5 separate regions of the Mus musculus genome follow, and all the other regions are linked to region 2. A link is a contact called in public ChIA-PET, Hi-C and HiChIP or PLAC-seq data. All regions are on one chromosome and are shown on one strand. The core of a region is the stretch at or near the end of the contact, and the rest is flanking DNA. Distances in the headings are between cores, read along the strand shown.

Region 1 (2,705 bases), core at 181-2,680, 150 kb before region 2:
CTTCTACTAGCCTAAAGCTGGTGTTTTAAAGCTGTGGTAACAGAGGTCACAGCTTTAGCTTTTAAAAATCCAGGGCAGGAGGGTCAGGCGTTCAAGGCCAGCTGGGGCTGTATACTAAGGTTGTCACAGGAAATCCAATAAGTTAATCAATTAATACATGCACTTGAGAGACAGAGGCAGGATAATCTTTTTGGGTTTAAGGCCAGCACTGGCTACACATTGATAACTGTCTTAAAAAAAAAAAAAGTAGTTAACTCAAAATATTTAGGGACATTTCCTGGCAAGCATTTCAGGAAGTGTAACTCAGACTATCCCCCCATACTCTTGGCAATGCTCATCACTTTTCTGAAACAGTCTTTTCTCCAAGTACCAGAAACTGACAAGTAAGCTCACAGGTCTCCAGGCTGCATCAGCACCCAGGAGTGCACCACAGATCCCTCTGAAGGCTGCCGAGGCTATCAGTATCCCAGCTCTCTTCTCAAAGCTCCCTATACCCCAAATATCCCCTGAAGGACTCAAAAGTCAGAGACACCTGACATAGCACTGTAGAGCGTGAAAGTGCAATGTTCTAAACTATATTCTATCCCTTGGCAGAAGTGAAGCTGGTGAGATCTGCCTTCCAGTCTGCTATGCCTCTGACTCTGGTAGAGTTCACTATATCTGACTGTCTGAGTAAATGGAAGGTAAAGCCTCCCAGAGCCTCCAAGTGGCTTCACTGGGGAAATGAGCCCCAGCTCCCAGAATATTTTACATCAATGGATCTCTTGAAGTACTGATTTTGGTTTTAAACAGCAGTGAGTTTGTCTGTTTGCAGCTTTGAAATTTTACTTAACAAATGATCAACAAATTCATAAATTGGTGTCCACAGGGCCAACCTCCCAAGTATTCTGCCTGCCAAAATGCAAGACAGCTAGGGGAGCATGAGTTGAGAAAATAGGAAGGATTTATATTATAAACATATTACTGTCCAACCACTCATTCTTCTGGCTGGCCTGATGTTATAGCTTTGATTTTCCTAACATGTTTAATATGAAAAGGAACTGGTTTAAATTACCCAGTTCCAGATAAGTCAATGTATCAATGCATGAGAAGCCAGGTCTGTACCCCAAAAGAACGGCCCTTGATGATCTGAAGTACAGTAGAGCCTGTAGGGGTGGGGAGGGAGCTCTCCAGGGAGCATAGCTCTACTTTAACTCCAAGGCTAGGTATTGGGGAGGGAGCATGCAGCAATTCTGACTAAAGGGCCAGGTATCTCTCTGAGATTAGAAAGTAGACAGAAGCACAAAACTATTTATCAGAGTAGGAGGCAAACTTCTCCACTTTTAATATTCATAAAGTGCACAATAGGAAAATTGGAAGAGCCCTTTCCTTTGCAAATATTAGGCAATATGACCTCTAAAAGCAAACACCCTGTGAGACTATTACATAAACCAAATGACTACAAGGTCTAGGCCACAGCGGCATGGAGACGCTGCAGTACTGTCAGCCCAGTACCTGGAAGAGCCAAAGCTTCTAACCAGAAGGGAAGTAAACACTTCCTGATGCACAGAAAGAAATGGCTGCTGTCCCCTAAGCAAAGGAGGTTTAAAATAATTCAGATCTGGGGGAAAGTTTTTGTTAAGTCCAATGAAGAGCCCTTGGCTGTTTCAAAGCTGAGCCCTCAGAACTAAATTTAATCAAACTGCAGCAGCCGGCTGAAAAGCAGATAATAGAATTTGGCCTAATGTGTCATTAGCTCATGTTCACTTCAGTGGATTAGCTCCCAGCAGCATCGGAAGCAGATCTCAACGTTTGCTGGGTTAGATCTACAGCCAAAGGATCTACAGCCATGAGCAAGTCTAAAGAATTTCACACTAGCCTTCTGAATTACTTGGAGAAAGTAACTTAAAAAAAAAAAAAACCAAAACTTTTCATTTTATAATCTCATTATGAATCATTAAACTCTTCAAAACCCCTTAAGCACATACTTTTTAAAATACAGTATTAAAAAAAAGCTATAAATGGTGCTGGTTACATTTTAAATCAACAAATAGCTTTTATTTGAAAACCAAAAATTAGGGTTTAAAGTCATTCATTTGATGTGCTTCACACTAAAATTCACTTAGTCAAATAAGTTTCCTTTAAAAAAAAAATCCTCCAATTCTAGGAAGTTACTGAAACCATCATCTTCTAAGGCTTCTTCTCAAAGTACACAGTCTAGAATATTCATCTAGAAAGCGGCCTCACCACGGCTACTCACATTGATAATCAAATAATAAGCTTCATTTGTAAAATTCAAAATGTGGTTTGCAGATGCCAGGAGGCCTGGGGAGAGTCATCAGAGAGGAGCCCTGCGCTTCCTTTGTGCGTGGAGCTAACAGGATTAAGGCTTGAAGAATTGAATAAAGCCCTGGGCTGGTTAAGATGGATGGATCACATTTCAGGTTCCCATTTCATAATGGGCATGCCCCACATTTCTCAAAATAAAACACGCCAGTGAGCTCATTCCAGTGACTGTGCTTCCTGACATTCATTTTGGAAACTTTAAAATGGATTCTGTGTCCAGATCCTCTCTTGAGCCACATGGTTCTTTGTGTAGCTGGGCTGCCTGGTTCAGGCAGCTTCTTGCTTCATAGCCAGTGGTTTCCTGCTATGGTCCAGTTACATGGCAAAGAAAGTAGAGATTACCATGCCGAAGGATTTCTGTCTATGGACTTATGGTTTCT
Region 2 (2,700 bases), core at 17-2,516:
GAAGAAGAAGAAGAAGAAGAAGAAGAAGAAGAAGAAGAAGAAGCAGCTGCTGCTGCTGCTTCGGCGGCATCTCAGGCTGAAAACCACCTGCTGTGTAAGCACGAGGACGCAAGTTCGGTCCCCAGAACCTGAGTGGAAAGTTTCAGGTCTGTGATTCCAGTGCTGGGGAGATAGAGGCGGGCATTTTCAAGAGTTGCTGGCTAAACCAATCTACCTGGCAAGCTCTAGGCCAGTGAGAGAACCTGTCTCAAAAACACATAAACAAAAAACGGTGGCCAGCATCTATGAAACCACAGTTGATGTTATCCCTTGTCTCCACATGCGTACACGTATTGCACACGTGCATGTGTGTGTTACACACACAATTCATATGGTCAGATGGGTGAATAAACGTATGGAATCACATATGACTAATGTAAAAAGCCTGGAATTTGACCACTGATGGTGGTTATTTTTAAAGGGGAGGAAGAGGAGAGGAGAGAGAGAGACCTTGAAGCCATGCATAACCTTGAATTTAAACTTGCCCTTTGCTTTTGGTTACTGGGAATTTTTCACCCAGTCAATTTGATGGAGCTGAGCCTCAGTTATTTTCTCTGTAAGGCAAACATAATAGTTCATAACTTGCAATACTGCATGAACTAAGGAGACAATGAAATGTAAGTGCAGGGCACAATCCCTGGAGTCTAAAAGACAAGTCGACAGTAAACAATATTATTCTCTGTAGCTCCCAATACGGGACAACCTAATCTTTACCAACTAGGAAATCACTAGCAGCCTTCTCAAATCACACGGAGCACAACACACCCTTCTGAAATGAATGCGCTAGTTGCACGTGGAAACAAAACAAAAGCACGAGGGATCAGAATTGAATTCAGCATCAACACGAGCCCAGTTGTCACCTTTGAAAACAGCTCTAAGCACCGCTCCGCTGGCCGGTGTGGTTTCCGTCTACCATGAGCACCACCTTTGCAGGTAGCGGTCGCCGCAAGTGCTGAGCGCTAATACTGCGGCTACAATTTATGTGACAGCATCCCAAGGGCTCGCCCCAGACAAGTCAGACAGGATCCCACCGCCTCGCTTCACAAGAGGCGAACAGGATCCCACTGGCTCACCACAGGGCAAGACGGATCGGATCCTACCTGCTCACCCCACCAGAGGTCGTGGGTCCGCATAACCCGGAGCGGCTGCTTGACACCGGAGCTGCAGGTTACCTGTCTCAGCTGCGGTGCTGCTGCAGCTACACTTCCGCAGACTCCGGGTTACCACGGGCTACCAGGCAAACACTAATTGCGTCATCAACACGCGCCAGGGTCGGCCGCTTCCCCCTCCCACCCCCTGTAGGCCAGTTCCTCGGCCGCTACTGCGCAGGCGCAGGGCTGCTAGTGGCCACGGTATCAAGACTCCAGACGCGTGAACTACACGCACGCCTCACTGAAATACAAATGTGTCGTTTTTGCCTTTGAGACAGGTCTCTCTGTGTAGTTCTGAGTGGTCTGGAACCTACTATGTAGACCAGGCTGGCCTCGAACTCAGAGATCAGCCTGCCTCTGCTTCCTGAGTGCGCTGTTTATTCTTCATTCCACATTTCTGAAGCATATGATTGGACTTTACATATTCATCCCAGCACAGTGCCTTAAATAAGATCATACTATGCGCCATACAGACAGTTACAGTATCTGCGGCTACAAAAGTGGGCCAGTTGTGCTTGCCTTTGTAGAGACAATCTTTGGTTGAGAAAGCAAGTTCTGAATAGTTCAACAGAATATTCCCTTTTTAAAAATTCATTTAGTATGTGGGGTGGTGTGTAATTGTATGTATGTCTAGGTACACGAATGTACAAATGGACCCCCTTGGAACTGGAGCTGCAGAGATAGTTGTAAGCTACCCCGTGAGTGCTGTACACCAAACCCAGGTCTTCTGCAACAGCAGCCAATGCTCTTAACCACTGAGTTAAGCTGCACCACATCAGCTAATTCTCGTATGGATGTTCTTAGAGGTACACATATGGAAGTAAGTCTCTGAAAAATGGAAGGAAGTCAGAGCCACTTCACTACAGGAGGTCTAATACCCTCTGAGGAGACTCATTTAACTGGGAAGAGAGGGGAAGGCTATAAAGACCTGCGAGCAAAGCAGCTAGAAGGATCAGAAGCACCTAGTACATGCAGCTTGTGGCGCCCTTGAAGAACACAGGGTGAAACCAACAAGGCCCAAAGGCCCCATCCTGCAGCACATTTCTGGGCCACTGTAAGCAAGGAGCGTGGATTCTGTCGCCAGGGAAGAGTGAGTGACAGGAACTAGTTTTGAAACGCAGAGCAGGCTGCTGTGTGTGCTGGGCATGAAGCACACAGAAAGAAGGGACTGGTGAGATGTGATGGAGAAAAATGGATACATATAAAAGGTAATTTGGAAATTGATGTGACAGGTGGGAAGGATTAGATAAAAGTCTAGACAAAAAAAAAAGTTACTGAAAGTGAGTGCTAGAATAGATTTGTTGAACTCTATAGTGAGAACCAGGTTTGTTCCATCTTTCAATCCTGACTTCTTTGCCTTCCTGTTACCCAACACTGTAGGACCACACACACACACACACACACACACACACACAGTTTCCCCTTTCCGTAACTCTTTCCTTCTTGGACTCCTTATGTTACCATCCCCAAGCCTTCAGCAGGCTTGCAATTCTAAGAGGAGAGGCATGTG
Region 3 (2,700 bases), core at 123-2,622, 240 kb before region 2:
GGAGGCCACATGGCAAGCTGCTGATTTGTTGGTATGTGTGCATGTGTGTGCACATGCACTTACTTTAGAGACATAGTGTCTATATAGCACAGGATGATTTCAAACTCAAGGTCCTTCTACCTCAGTTCCCTGAGTATGTGCCACCCATGCCAAGGACATAGAATGCTGGGAAAGGGTATGGAAGGCTGAAAGACTGGCAGTAGACTCTGGCTTCTATTAATCTCTACCAGACAGTATTCCCCAGAAGGCATGTGACCACTACTGTGCCCATCTTTGGCCAATGTTGATGACTTGTTCACTGGCTAGTAGTGAAGCAGATACTGCTGCCATATTCAGTTTCTTCACACAGACTCTCTGGTGGCACAAAAACAGAAAGAAAATGAAGATCTCTCTAGCACTGCCAAGTGGAGGCACAGAAGTGGCAGCTGCCATCTATGTACTTACTATATAAGAGCAGTACAGAACACATCCACCTAAGCCTTAGAGGAACAGCACAGATCCAGTGTTGTTGTGCACTACATGGAATTGAACAAAGTCCTCAGGGCTGAGGAAACTTACCTAAGGCTGCACAGACAGTACCTGAAGAGCTGGGATTGACATTTATAAAGCTCTGCTTTCCTTTCCATGTGGAGCCTGGGCTTCACCACGAATCCCTTTCTGCAGTGGTATAAACACACCATAGACACAGAGCCTGTGCATGTGTGCATGTGTGCCCAACACAGCTGTCCCTTCTTGCTAACACTTCTCACCCCTAAAGGTGGCCTGCTTCCTGCTGTGGCTGCCCTGCTTGTCAGCTCTCCAATTACATTTTAAAAGAAGAAGAGAGCCTTTAGGGGCAGAGATGTGAGAACAGGAGAGCTCTCTAGGCTAGTCAGGAGCAAAAACTCTCCTGCCTTAACTGAAGACAGTTTAAATTTTCAGGCCACTTTTCTCTGGAAAGATTGAAAGCATCTTATAAGCACAGTCATTTGGTCCTCATGGTAGCTATGTGAAGTGGATGATGACCACCTGAGCAAGTGTTCAGTCTACAACCTAGGTGGATTCTGGCCAAAGCCAGAGTTGCTGGAGGGACTTCTAAGCTCTGCTGTTAGTGCACTAAGCCTGTCTGGGAACCGTGGAATAAAACGTTAGGCAATCAGAAGAAGAGTCATGCATTAATACTCGCTCCCTAAAAAGCAAGGGAGCCACCATACAATGATACTTCTTGCTCCACCCCCCACCCCGGGAAAAAGTGGACCATGTGTTTTCAGAGCAAAGTGAGCATCTATGATAGTTTTGCTGTTTTGATCATTACTATAGAAATGACACAGCAGTGATTAAGTGAACAGCTGCCTGTCACAGTCACCACAGTGTCTAAGCTGGTGGTGCGTGTTTTCCCTCTGAGGTCACTCAAACGATCCCAGCAGACAAGCAGAGGAATTTCCATGTAGCCAGGACACACAGAAAATGACCCATCTGCATGTCTCATCACTACAGAAACTGATTTTATACAGCAGACAGCTAACTGGATACAGACCCATGGTGCATGGCCTTCAGATCTGTACGAGGGCATTCACTCTTCCCACCCTACGCCTGAGACCTGGTACTGGGAGCAGCAGGTAGTGCTACCCACAGGCTGTGTGTGTGTGTGTGTGTGTGTGTGTGTGTGTGCGCCACACTTCACATGGCAGCGTGGAGTTTCCATGGGCTATCTTGAGACCCTCTGGGCTATAAATGTGGTCATAATTAGTTAATAGAGAAGGAACCAGAACGTGCTTTTCTCCCTGACACAACACCGCTTAGAAAAGTAAGCTGTGTTCAGAGCTTAGAAAGGGAACACGTAAGTGATCTCTCCATGATGTGGACGTGAGCAGAAATAAGCACAGGCTTGCAGGAAGACGGGTTGCACACACCTGGACGTCTTGCTGTTGACTTCTGAGCTGCTGTGGTGAATGAAGCAGCAACTATCACCTGTGTCTCTCATGGGCCCATCAGCTTGCTGGTGACTGAGTACCATGCTGCTATCATTCTTGGCTCCTGCCTTCAGCCTCCTGGGATTTTAGCCCTCACATTTTCCCTCTACAACCCAGCACACACTCCCACCAGTTTCACAGGAAGCAAATGCCAGGCCTCAATAACTTTGAACATCTAGGTACTGGATACAGAAAAGGATCAGAGTTTGGAATGGAAATGCCAACTTGTCTGAGAGCACAACTTAACTTCTATACAGGTTTTTAAATTGCTAATAAGTTATGCTTTTTATGTCTCAGAGCTCTCCATGATGTTGCTCATTTTCTTGATCAAAACAAAGCATTTGTGCTCAGGTAGATAATGAAGACTGCTTATGAGGCAGGGCAAGTGAGTGCTCCCTGCTCTGTGGGGGAGGAAGAGCAGGAGGGGGGTAAACAAACAGATGAACATGCACACACAAATACTGTAATTGATGGGCAAGATTAATCAGTAGCTGTGGCTGACACCAGAACCTGGGGACCAAGGTTGCTGGACCAGTTATTCTCTGGGGGAGCATAGGTTTTTGGCAGGGGGAGGATGGTACATGGGTCCTTCTAGATGTCCTCCTGAGTACTATCTCCTTCCCCTCAATACTGATTCCAGGGACAAGCAGCTGCTATCCACTGAACTTCAGAATGCAGCTCAGGGGCCAAGAAAGAAAAGCCAGGCTCACATCTGATTTCTTCATTCAACTTGACAACAACTCACCCA
Region 4 (2,700 bases), core at 59-2,558, 180 kb before region 2:
CCTTCACCCATGAGGCTTGCTTGCAGCAATTAAGATCTGGCCATAGGTTAATTAACATCCTGGCCTTTTGATGCACCTGCCACAAGCAAAACACAATCTCCCCAGGTGTGGCTTGGCATGATAGAGAGGTAGTCAGTGATAAGACTCCCTGGGCATGTCACCAACCTAAGACAGGGATCAAACCAATGCTGTTTGTCACCCAAGGACGGGTAAGGGGCATGGTTGCGGGGGGCTATCTACAGACATTCTCTCTGCCAAAAAAGAAAAAAGGGGGAATTGTGGGGAGCGGGTGTGGCGGCAGTCCCAAAGGCGCCAGGGACTGCAGCTAAGTCATATGACTTGCACCTGACTTCCTCATATAAGACACAAACATCTTGAGTGCTGCGCAGGTGTACCAGGATACAGGTGAATCCAATTTGGTGGAGATTTGCCCCTGCTGCCCTGATTAGCTGAAGCCTCGTGACTGGTGAGGTGGCGTGGCCTGCAGTGCGTGGATGAGAGAGAGTATAAAAGGAGTGAGAGGCCCAGGGTTCGGGGGAGATATAAAAACAAGGGAGATATAAAAACAAGGGAGATATAAAAACAAGGGAGATATAAAAACAAGGGAGATATAAAAACAAGGGAGATATAAAAACAAGGGAGATATAAACAAGGGAGATATAAACAAGAAGAAACAGGACTGAATAAATGTGTGCAGAAGGATCCTGTTGTAGCGTCGTTCTTCCTGGCCAGTTGAGCGCGCGCAACACTCACCCTTCTTCTTAGCAATGGTTTTCCTGCCATAATGCCTTGAAGTTGAAATGACAGCAGCTCAGTTATCTGCTCAGCATCTATCTCTGAAACTAACCACACTTAGCCAGGATGCTCTGCTTCCAAACAGAGATGATGAGAAGGGACATGGGGAAGCTCATTCTAAGTCACTAGTTTAAGGAGTTGGGGACCAGCAGCCAGGGCCCAAGCAGCGTCTACAAAGCATGGTGCTCATCTCTCTCATCTGAGTCACTTATTTCTAAGGGAACTACAAGTAAGAGTCACTGAGACAGACATACATTTAACAGCAAGAGGAATAACTGTACTGAAAATAACACTCAGTTCTGAAAGACTCCTAGTGCTGTGACACAGTATCCATCAGAAAACCAACCCATTAGGTTCATTGAGCATGCAGGACACTGTGACAGGACCTAGTCACATCAGAGCCAACCAACAACCTTTTCCTGAAACTGGTGACTCCTTCATAGCTAGAAGCTTATGGAGATGTGAGGCAGAAGATGGGTCTGACACCACTTTAGCCATACCACAGATACTCAAGAAGATGCCACTTCCTGTCACCAAAGCAGGTCTACTAAGACTTGGTAAGACCTGCACATTTTTTTCTGCTGGTAAGGTTGCTCTAAGATTTTTCAACCACATTTTATTTATTTTTCATTTCTGATAACTGGTTTAATGTGAAAGGAAAACAACAAATAGAAAGAGAATGACACCTGCCACCATTTTCCATGATGTTCTCGTGGTTCTACAACAATAACAGGTCACCCGATTGTCTTATTCTTGTGTTTCATTCATTTACTCTAAGGCTCTGAAAAAGTCACCTTTAGGCTAAAACATCTGTGGAAAAAAAGCCTGGTATGAAGAAACACTGGGTAACGTTGGAGCAGCAGCACTGGTAACCTTAACTACAGCATGTTTACTTTTGCAAACACTGTAATGTATGAAATAAAATATTAATAGCCATTACCTCAGTTTTCCTGAGTACAGACCTGAGTCACAGCTCTGTGGGGCATGATTTCCACTCACGTGCCTCACCGAGTGAGTGTTATTCGTGTTAGCAGGCAAGACCAGACTGACTGTGTGTTTTTAGACCATAATGTCATGGAGTAAGTTGCTTATTTTGGCAGCTTAAATCATTTCTCCAAATTTACCGCCTACTCTGCATTGAAAACTAATCCCTAAAAACATATGAGGAAAGACGGCAAAAATATTTTACTCGGGGAAAGGAAAATGTTAGAGCAAGATTCGCATCTCCATTTAGTAGCGGCTAACTTTGCAATCACTCAGCTGAACGCTGATATTTTAAAGCACTCAAAGAGTAAAATATTTGTGTAAATAAATGTATTTTCAATGCCTCAAACATACATACATATTGCAACTACACTTTTAAATGCTGTGTGGCTAACAAGCTTAGCTTGCTGGGGACTTCCAACAGGTCTGGCTTCCCCTGCCTGCGTCTGTCAGCCTCTGTCTTCCCAGAGAGCTCTGAACTCTCCATGGCCTCAAATTCACTGGACTGTTTTGTATATGATGATTTTATAGCTGAGCTAAATGAAAGAATCAAAGCCCAGTGTCCACTGCGGAGCCCAGGAGCATGGTGCCTTTTCTTTTCCCCACCTCTTTCTCTTAGATTGATAATTCCTTCCAAATCAGTGTTCAGCATTGATCCTTCAGTTCCCCTGTGAGGGAGTATAAAGGGAGCACTCCACACTTAATGGCCTGAGGCCTAGAGAGGAACATGGTAACTGCACCCAGCAGGATGAAATTCTGGAGTAGCCAGAAACTAGACCAAATTGCTCTGTGCCACAGCTTTGCTCTGGAGACCCAAGCTAAACAGCTTCTTTCAGTGGCCAGCCACACTGAGGTATGTCTTTTAAGTACATATAATAAAATTCAGTATGGCTGGAGAGACCGTGGTGGACTGTAACCCAC
Region 5 (2,700 bases), core at 44-2,543, 220 kb before region 2:
CCACGAGCTTCTGTCTCTGGGATACCGCCACATGTCATGGTGCCAGCTCTATGCAGAGACACGATACAGAAAAGGCAGGAACCAAGTCTAGCCTGCCTCTCACAGTCACACAGAGGAAGCTCTCACACCCACCAGGTGCACATATAGATGAACCTTCCCACTTCTACTTCTGGAATCCCAGAACCCAGCAACACTGGCCTCTAGCTACAGATGGGAAGAGCAGACTCCTTGCAGAGGGTGAATGAGTAGTATGACTCCCTGGAGCAATCTAGCAACGATGTGTGCATTTTACTGCACATGTTTTATTTTAACTTAAAATGTTAAGGAAAAGCTGAGCATTCTAATGAATGGCTAAAGTCCCAGTATCTTAGAGGTTGGAGCAGGAAGAGACAATATGCAGCTAGGCAGAGCTACAAAGTGAGATTTTTCTCTCAAGAGAACCCAATCAGATAAATGAAATCCCAAAAAGGAAACTTTTTAAAAGTTAAGAAAACATGCAAATAAAACAGTATCCACTTTTCCCTCAGATCAGTGGACACATGGGTAGCAAAATGGAGTTTACAACTTTTGTGCCACAAAGGACTGGAAACAAATACAAGGGGGGGGGGCAGTAGAGGAAGTGGAGGTTGGGCTTGGAGAAACTTTTGCTTCTCTCACTGCAGACAACTGCTTACTACTATACTTCTTCTGTCCACTCACCCTCAACCTCTAGATGACAGAGGACGCTGTAGCAGCCACTCTGCAACCATAAGGTAGTGAGTCAGTGTACCCAGAGAGCAGAGGGGATAAACCCACGGTAAACCTTCTCTCTGGCATAAACTGAGCCCCACGTTAGCCCAGACTGCCTGCCTTCTGCCTGCTTCCTGTGTAAGAAACATATACACCATGTGTTGAGGTCAACTTTCCTTTACAGTCCATTATCCATACCCAGGTGCACACATGGCGGATGGAAAGCTGGGGTAGCACTAACAGCAACGTGGCCTGGGGAAGACCAGGGCCTCTGTGCTGTGAACTATGAGTCCTCTTCAGCACCCCGCCTCCCTTACAAGAACCTGATGAGGAAGGAGTTGTGAGGATGCCTATTAGGAGCTGAAGAACAGGGGTGGGTAGAAAAGATCATATACTCCAGGGCTTCCTCGAGAGGAAGGCCCTTACATAGCTCCGCAAAATCCTCAGGAGTGAGTCAGAGACTCTCTTTCCTTCTTAGAAGCTTTCTTTCCTCACTGCACAGCCTATGATGAAGTTCATATAACTAAAACCACGGTGTAAAAGCAAAGTGTTAGTCATGCTGCAGCTAGCAGGCTCCAGTTTACCCCTCTCCTGACATGCATGGAATGTGGGTGATCAAGTTACCAAGGTCGTCTGGGCTCATATGCTCTTGGTTTCTGTTGTACCTGGCACCAAATACAACAACCGAGGTGAACACGACCTTCCTCGACTCTACCCTGCCTCTCCTGCACACTCACAGAAGCTATCTGAATACTTTCTGAGTGATGGTTGTATCTGACGCATAGGGATTCCATTTGGAAAGGGGAGCCTTAAGAAAGGGCTGGTCCTTCTCAGCTATGATCAGGGGTAAAATTAAGAGAACGGCCTCTGTGAGGTGCTTAGTCACTTAGGTGTTTGGTTCTGTCTGACCTGCCCAGCTCACACAGATTATCTGCCAGCATCCCTCTTGTGCTTGTGGATGCCAGCTGCCAACTGCCACTATATGCTACTTGTCAAAGGTAGCCACCCCAACAAGGAGCAGAGCTTCATTTACACCCTAACTCTGAGGAAGTGAAACTCTTAAGTAGAAACTGCCTCTAAGTTCCATCTGAAATCCATAGGCACCTTGAAGACTAACAGGCAAAGTGCATGCTGGCTAAACACTTGGCTGTGAACACTGGGTGGGTGTGCCATGTGCAGCCCCATGAAGCAGAGTTCCCTCATCAGCAAAATCAAGAGATGGTGGCTGCTAAGACAGCTCAGTACAAGCATGGATGAACCCTAGTACCAACAGAAGTGCCAGGTGGAAAGTGGAGATGGGGAGAATGCTGGATAGATCAGCCAGAACGAGGAGATCCTGCCTCAGCGCATAAGGTACAGAGAGGTCAGAGAAGACACTCCAGAGGATGCATGTAGACAAGTGCTTTCACGCTTGCTAACATACCAACACAGTGCACACTATACTCACACACACACACACACCCCACTGCATACAAATGAAGCCTTAAGTCTTTGCAGCCTTTGTCTTTAAGCTGTTCTCTGATACCTCATTATCATCATCTCACAAAAAGGAGCAGTGAAATCCCAGTGCTGCTTAGAGCTGCAGGAAGTTGCACCCACCCTTCACCCACAGCTCACAGCACTCTGGGAAGAATGCACGGAACTCAGAGGTGAGGATGGACTATTTGGTTTTTGCAACACCTTTGTGTATAAAATGGCCAAAAGGAACAAAGACTTGCTGCCAGCTAGCACTTGCAGCGTCAATAAAGTGAACAGGGCAAACGCTGTGGACACTTGAACTAATATTGTGTGGGAGACTCTAAGCTTATCAAATAGATTTAACTGCGAGTCTAGCGAGTTTACTTGGAGGAGTTTCCTAGCAGGACCATTTGCCTGCATTAGATGCAGCCAGTGGAGTATCTATCACCCTAGTGCTGCTGACAAGGGCAATTGCTAAGATGACTTGGGGCAGAAGGAGGTGTGTTCAGAGGA

Evidence for each region. Hi-C and Micro-C count contacts between places; a contact is called where the count stands out from the background. ChIA-PET counts read pairs in DNA pulled down with a chosen protein or histone mark. HiChIP or PLAC-seq counts read pairs in DNA pulled down with a chosen protein or histone mark.
Region 1: a contact with region 2 is called in a Hi-C map of muscle stem cells, with 1.9 times the contacts expected there. The contact joins the enhancer-like site here to the promoter of Aopep in region 2. A contact is called at or near these places in 5 of 39 promoter capture datasets (the 3T3-L1 cell line, the C10 cell line, the HPC-7 cell line and 3 more), 3 of 484 Hi-C or Micro-C datasets (macrophages, muscle stem cells and nephron progenitors), 4 of 115 datasets of contacts at active chromatin or transcription factors (the 230-238 cell line, CD8 T cells, bone marrow-derived macrophages and 1 more) and 1 of 9 other capture datasets (adipose tissue).
Region 3: a Hi-C map of the C2C12 cell line shows a contact between it and region 2, with 3 times the contacts expected there. The contact joins the enhancer-like site here to the promoter of Aopep in region 2. A contact is called at or near these places in 8 of 39 promoter capture datasets (the C10 cell line, cranial neural crest, hippocampal neurons and 4 more), 1 of 484 Hi-C or Micro-C datasets (the C2C12 cell line), 4 of 115 datasets of contacts at active chromatin or transcription factors (bone marrow-derived macrophages, cardiomyocytes, embryonic stem cells and 1 more) and 1 of 9 other capture datasets (pancreatic islet).
Region 4: a contact with region 2 is called in an RNA polymerase II ChIA-PET map of memory CD8 T cells, with 23 read pairs. The contact joins the enhancer-like site here to the promoter of Aopep in region 2. A contact is called at or near these places in 5 of 39 promoter capture datasets (the 3T3-L1 cell line, 3T3-L1-derived adipocytes, the C10 cell line and 2 more), 3 of 115 datasets of contacts at active chromatin or transcription factors (bone marrow-derived macrophages, memory CD8 T cells and pancreatic cancer cells) and 3 of 9 other capture datasets (adipose tissue, liver and pancreatic islet).
Region 5: an H3K4me3 HiChIP or PLAC-seq map of bone marrow-derived macrophages shows a contact between it and region 2, with 3 times the contacts expected there. The contact joins the enhancer-like site here to the promoter of Aopep in region 2. A contact is called at or near these places in 6 of 39 promoter capture datasets (the C10 cell line, the HPC-7 cell line, cranial neural crest and 2 more), 2 of 115 datasets of contacts at active chromatin or transcription factors (bone marrow-derived macrophages and cardiomyocytes) and 2 of 9 other capture datasets (adipose tissue and liver).

Annotation. Positions count from the first base shown.
Region 1 is chr13:63,112,951-63,115,655 of GRCm38.p6, reverse strand. All of the region lies in intron 5 of Aopep (aminopeptidase O), which reads right to left. Among named protein-coding and RNA genes, the nearest start is that of Gm30409, 18 kb to the left of the region's middle. Within about 2 kb of position 1,430, at least 85 of the 459 cell types and tissues checked have an H3K27ac peak or open chromatin away from gene starts, as enhancers often do. A contact at or near this core is called in bone marrow-derived macrophages, macrophages and muscle stem cells, where this site is marked.
Region 2 is chr13:62,963,459-62,966,158 of GRCm38.p6, reverse strand. It overlaps Aopep (aminopeptidase O), which reads right to left and starts at 1,266. Exons shown (of 16, transcript NM_001289926.1): 1 at 1,140-1,266.
Region 3 is chr13:63,204,618-63,207,317 of GRCm38.p6, reverse strand. The region is part of intron 10 of Aopep (aminopeptidase O); the gene reads right to left. Among named protein-coding and RNA genes, the nearest start is that of Gm30409, 74 kb to the right of the region's middle. Within about 2 kb of position 1,372, at least 24 of the 459 cell types and tissues checked have an H3K27ac peak or open chromatin away from gene starts, as enhancers often do. A contact at or near this core is called in the C2C12 cell line, pancreatic islet and second pharyngeal arch cranial neural crest, where this site is marked.
Region 4 is chr13:63,140,064-63,142,763 of GRCm38.p6, reverse strand. The region is part of intron 5 of Aopep (aminopeptidase O); the gene reads right to left. Among named protein-coding and RNA genes, the nearest start is that of Gm30409, 9.1 kb to the right of the region's middle. Within about 2 kb of position 1,308, at least 93 of the 459 cell types and tissues checked have an H3K27ac peak or open chromatin away from gene starts, as enhancers often do. A contact at or near this core is called in adipose tissue, bone marrow-derived macrophages, memory CD8 T cells and 1 more, where this site is marked.
Region 5 is chr13:63,185,899-63,188,598 of GRCm38.p6, reverse strand. The region is part of intron 7 of Aopep (aminopeptidase O); the gene reads right to left. Among named protein-coding and RNA genes, the nearest start is that of Gm30409, 55 kb to the right of the region's middle. Within about 2 kb of position 1,293, at least 153 of the 459 cell types and tissues checked have an H3K27ac peak or open chromatin away from gene starts, as enhancers often do. A contact at or near this core is called in the HPC-7 cell line and bone marrow-derived macrophages, where this site is marked.